2 separate regions of the Mus musculus genome follow, and region 1 is linked to region 2. Evidence: chromatin contacts called from public Hi-C data. All regions are on one chromosome and are shown on one strand. Each heading gives the region's core, a stretch centred on a gene start, on an enhancer-like site or on the middle of the called end of the contact. The rest is flanking DNA. Distances are from core to core; before and after follow the strand shown.

What was found. Hi-C and Micro-C count contacts between places; a contact is called where the count stands out from the background.
Region 1: a Hi-C map of the C2C12 cell line shows a contact between it and region 2, with 2.7 times the contacts expected there. The contact joins two enhancer-like sites. A contact is called at or near these places in 2 of 39 promoter capture datasets (the C10 cell line and pre-B cells), 1 of 15 datasets of contacts at CTCF or cohesin (embryonic stem cells), 59 of 484 Hi-C or Micro-C datasets (the 4T1 cell line, the C2C12 cell line, CD4 T cells and 44 more), 14 of 115 datasets of contacts at active chromatin or transcription factors (embryonic basal ganglia, embryonic forebrain, embryonic hindbrain and 6 more) and 1 of 9 other capture datasets (embryonic stem cells).

What each region holds. Positions count from the first base shown.
Region 1 is chr3:101,447,484-101,450,183 of GRCm38.p6, reverse strand. All of the region lies in intron 7 of Igsf3 (immunoglobulin superfamily, member 3), which reads right to left. Among named protein-coding and RNA genes, the nearest start is that of Gm40109, 59 kb to the left of the region's middle. Within about 2 kb of position 1,328, at least 41 of the 459 cell types and tissues checked have an H3K27ac peak or open chromatin away from gene starts, as enhancers often do. A contact at or near this core is called in the C2C12 cell line, where this site is marked.
Region 2 is chr3:101,312,245-101,314,944 of GRCm38.p6, reverse strand. No RefSeq gene overlaps it. Among named protein-coding and RNA genes, the nearest start is that of Gm32803, 17 kb to the right of the region's middle. Within about 2 kb of position 1,419, at least 27 of the 459 cell types and tissues checked have an H3K27ac peak or open chromatin away from gene starts, as enhancers often do. A contact at or near this core is called in the C2C12 cell line, where this site is marked.

The DNA.
Region 1 (2,700 bases), core at 79-2,578, 140 kb before region 2:
CCCCTCGGTGTTTGCTCCGATATGGAGATGTGGGAGCAGGCAGGTACAGGAGGCCAGTCCAGGTCCTGAAGCAATGAGGGCAGTGATGGACAGAGCAGAGCCAGCACCAGCTCCCTCCCCTTACTATCACAGTCCAGAAGCAACAGGGATGGCCAACTCCAGATAATAATAATAGAGAGCAAATTCCATAGGCTGCCGGTCTTGTAACAGAGCAGATGCTCATCTTTGAGTTGCCAAGAAGCCAAACCCAAGTAAAATGCATGTTGTTGGAGATTACTGGAGAATCTTCCTCTATATATCATTATACTTCCCTGTGTTCCCTACTAACCAGAGAAGAAAGGAGAAGGCAATTCTCTTAATGAGCTGGTATTGAGAACAGCAGTCCACCCCCGCCCCCTCTCTTCATATCTTAATTCTGAGCCACCTTGCCAGCTGAGGAAAACCCAGGGTATGGTACAGGTCCCATAGCGAGGGCTTCTGCCAATTGGTGGAGCCCACCTCCAGGCCCTGCTGAGAGCCCTTGCTTCCTTAAGACTGGATGGAGTCTGCCTCTGGAATGTGCAGAAACTATCCAGGTGTGTGACTGGGCCCCCCGGTTGTGTCCTGAGATTCTGGCCAGTTAGCTGGCCTGCTTTGTTAAAGGCTTGCAGGGCTGAGACCCATGTGTAAGGAAGAAGAGCATTTGACAGCCACAGACTGCTCCTCGGTGTGCCCAGTAGCACACAGACGAACGTTCAGGATGGTTTTAAAGCTTTAGCGAGAAGGCATAACAGGGTCCCACAGTCAACACCACTACTACAAAAGCACCTCTGAGGACCTGTCTCGTGTTGCTGAGGCAGACTTTCCCCTCATGGAGGACTTCAGAATTCACACACAAGACCTCCAGCCACAGAGAACACATCACATCAGATCAGCCACGGCCCATGCTCCATTTCCATCTGTTGGTACCAGCCAGTCTCTCCACTTTCCCTCTTCTTTAACCACAAGGACTGTCAGGGCACACTGGGAATCCTAGAGGCTGGACTGGCCCTGGCCTGCTGGTCAGCTTTCCTGAGTGGACTCCTGTGAGCCTGAAGCTACCTGTTCCCTTTTCATCCTGTTCCAACCCAATGCTCCACCTGCAAACGGGATCTCAGTCAGTCCAGACGGCACCTCCTGAATCATCTGGTGCTCGGCCAGATGAACTGGGTTGTTCTGTGTAGAGTAGAAAGAGCTTTAAAATGTATTATTAATTGGGGCCAGATTATTTTTTGCAACTGTTACTAAGGAAACCTCAATTGCTATAGTAACTGCATATGTTAAACTGGGATGCTATGACTCAACTTCTACTCAGTCACATGGTTAAAGAGCCACAAGCCAAGGAGGAGAAATATTTCAAAGCATTTCCAGTTTCTTCTTCTTCTATCTCTTTTTTAGCCATCCCATGTCAAAATATTATGAAGTATTGGGAAGCCTGAGAGAGAGATACTTTTGAAATCTGACATGTAGGCAGGGGGTCAGCTCTTACTATAAGCTCTGCATGTCCTCTCCTTTGGGGGGGGGGGGGAGTGTGGTAAGGGAAGACACACCCGGAAGCCAGGGGGAGGCAGGAGGCCCCACAGCTCATTAGGAAGCACTCACAAGCCTGTCTCAGCATTGCCCTGGGCAAGGTACATCTGCGAGCTTCGGCTCCCTCCCCCTTAGGAGAACCTGGACTTTCCGAAAGACCAGTGTTTTCATCTGCAAACCAGAACGGCAAAGTGTGGATCTAATGCACCCAGAGTGCCCTGCAGACCAAATGCATTAGCTCCAGAGGAGTTTAGTGGGAGGCCGAGTGGACCCTGAACAACAGTTAGTTTTAGCTCTCCTCAATCCCTTTTGGTTTGTATTTGTGGTTCCGAGTTCAAAACTCACAGTAGGTGAGACATTGACAAACATAGTGGCAACTCAATTTCTTCCTTTTTCTTTTCTTTTTTCTTTTTGTTTTTCAAGACAGGGTTTCTCTGTGTAACAATCCCTGGATGTCCTAGACTTGCTTTGTAGACCAGGCTGGCCTTGAACTCACAGAGACGTGTCTGCCTCTGCCTCCCGAGTGTTCATACCTGACACAACTAAAGTTTTTATAATTGTTTTATTTACTTTATATCCAATCACAGCCGCCCCCCCCCCAACTTTTTAAAAGTATTGTAGACAGAGCCATCAAGATGGCTCAGAGGATAAGGTGTTTGCTGCCATGCCTGGAGACCTGAGTTCAAATCACAGGGACCCAAGGAAGGAGAAAGCTGACTCCCAACAGTTGTCCTCTAACCTCCACGTGTGTGCTATGTCACATACCGACTTCCTCCATACATGCATACATACACAGAATAAATAAATCAAATAGAATAAAATATATTCTAGGTCAGCAGAAACAGCTCAGTGGTTAAGAGCACTGGCTGTTCTTCCAGAAGGTCTAAGTTCAATTGCCAGCAGCCACATGGAGGCTCACAACTGTCTGTAACTCCAGGTCCAGGGTATCCAATAAATACCCTCTTCTGACACCAGACACACAAAGTATACAGACATACATGCAAGCAAAACACCCATATACATAAAGTATTAATAAAAAAAAATCCTAAGCAGTATGGATCAGCAGCATGAGACCCACTGGGTGAATTTCTTAGAGACAGACTCTCAGACCTACTGCATCACAATCTCAATAGAACAAGGTCAATGGAGATC
Region 2 (2,700 bases), core at 170-2,669:
AAGCGGCTGGGCATGGGACGCTTTTCTTAATTGGATCATTTGAGGTGGGAAGGCCCACCATAGAGATGGGCCACACTTATTGGTGGTAGTCCACATAAGAGGCCTTGATTAAAGGAAGCTTTTGCTTTTTTGCCTGCTTTAATAAGAGTTCTTAAATGCTTCAACCTCCCTTCTAGCCCACCTACCAGAAGAAGGGGAAAAGAAAGGTTAATAGGAAACGGGGTGGGGGTGGGGTGGGGGGTGGAGCTGTTTAGAAGTAGTTCTTTGGGGGCGATTCTAATCTTCGCATTGTCAGGATATCAGCAGTCCAGTCCAAAACACCACACATGAATCAGTAGCCATGGCTCGATCCAGAAGACGTCTTGAGGCTCTGCTGAGTCACCATGAGTTTGTAGAAGGGGCAAGAAGCAGCTGGAATCCCACGTGAAATTCTCTGGCTCGTTTCTCCATACAAAGTCATGACACCTGAAGACCACTCAAGACCAGCAAAGTGTTGCAAGGTGAGCCAATGCAAGAGCATCCTCTTAACTCTCTGTGACGTTATATTTATAGTCTTTCTAAATGTCACGTGACCGCTCAAACATCCACTACGGCAAAACATCACATGCCCTTCCAGAAAAACATCACATGACACAGCCGAGTCTCCAAAGAAACCAACAATTTCCACTTCAGCTTGCTCTCACTCTCCTTAGCAGGTGTTAGAACTCACTTTCTCGGGATTCCAATGTAGACTGAAGACCAGCAGCTCTCTGGGATTCCCTGGGACTCGAGTACCAGACCAAGATTGCTGAGACATTCCAGTCTTGTGGACTGAACAATTACTGGCCTTTCTGTCAGGAGATAACCATTGTTGGGTCAGTCAGCAACAGCCTGTAAACCACTGTAATAAATTCCTATTAAATATATTTGTATTCATTCCACCAATTTTGCTCCTTTTTAGAGAACCCTGACTAATACACCTCCCCACAGAGGAACATAGCACAGCCTAACCCTATGCTGCCTACCTGTCACCTGACAAGACAGGGGCTAGCGTACTATCTACCAACGTTCATCTGTTAGCATTGTAGAATTTGCAGGTATTGTAAGACATCTGTTGCAACCACCCAGCTCTATTGCTGGAGTGCAAAGACAGCCATAATAGCTATGTCAGTGACTGCCGTGTTCAGATAAAATTTTATTTAGAAAAACGGGCAGCCTGTGCAATCAAAGGTTGCTGCTCCTTGATAAATGAGTCCCGGTGTGTGCTGTGGTGGTTTTCTGTCACCATACATTTAGTTAAGGCATTGGTGGTAGTCACAGAAACCAGGCAAGAGCTTGGGACATTGTCATTTCTTAAAAGTTTGTGCAACAGCCACTTCCCATGAATCGAAATTTCTTGTAGCAACACTGTGGTTTGAGGATGAATCACAGCTTCCCACTGTCTGTAAGCAAGTTGTCTCTTGATAAAGGAAATGGCTCTTGGCAGGGCCTTTTTATGATAGTTCAGGCTCACCAGCTATTCTTCTAGAACTAAATACCTTTATTATGTGTAATTAGGACAACAACCGAGAAAAGATGCAAATGTGTTCCGTACATCTTCCTTGCCACAGCTGGGAGTGTTGTGACCTTTTCAAAGAGGAGGTTTGCACAGAAGCACACTTCACATGTGTGGAAGGGGAAGGCAGGAGGGGGAGGTAGGGAGGAGAAATGGAAGCTAAAAGGAAGAAGCAAAAGGGCGAGAGGCCGGCAGGGCGGGGTCCAGGCACTCAGTTCAGCTGGTGCTCACCCAGCAATCCTCTGTCCCCAAGTAAAGAGGATCAAACGATACAGGCCACCATCTCCAACTACCACTGGCTCTTTCTTTTCTGGAATTCCTTCCATCCCTTTGCAGGGTGGAGCTGATGGTTTAACTAGGCAAAGCAATGGAAATAAGAGGAAGAGATGGTAGATGAAAGGGTTGGTTCTTGCCTTTCCTTTCTGACAAGGAATGGGAGTCCGCCAACGTCATCGTCTAGAAGTTTCTTTTATATTGAAAATACCCAAGTGTGGTCACTGGCGTGCACCTAGAGTGACCAAAGAATGAAATGATTCCTCTTTCTCTTCCTCCTCCTCTTCCCTTTCTCTTCCTTTTTCTTCCTCCTCTTCCCCCTTCCTCTTCTACCTCCTCCTCTTCCTCCTCAAGACAAGGTCTCATTATGCAACCCTAGATCCCAAGAACTTCCAATATAGACTAAACTGGCATTGAACTCAGAGATCCACCTACCTCTGTATCTTCCCCGCCCCACACCCCCCATGCACCCCCCACACACACACACACACACCGTGCTGGGATTAAAGGTGGGGCAGTGATGTGCCTGCAGCATGTTGGCTGAGAACTTGAGCTTATGAGTAAGCCTAACACTGGTCTCTAACCTGCTTTCCCACTCCCCATGAGCAAGCTAGCTCCTGATTGGCACCGGTCCTTGGCTCCTCAGTGCAGGTGCCACTGTGCCCATCTCATAGAGTAGCTATGAGAAAGAGGGGAGCCACTGGAGATGAAGTGGTTGCACAATGCTCTGCTCAGACAAATTTCTGGCTTTGCTTCTCAGAGTGCCCTGCCCCATGATGCAGAAACAGAAACAGGCCACAGAGTTGTCCACTCTTCTGTCTCCCACGAGGGTTTCCTTGCTTCTAAGGGACACTACCTAAAGGGACTCGAGAAAGGGACAAAGTAGAAACAAA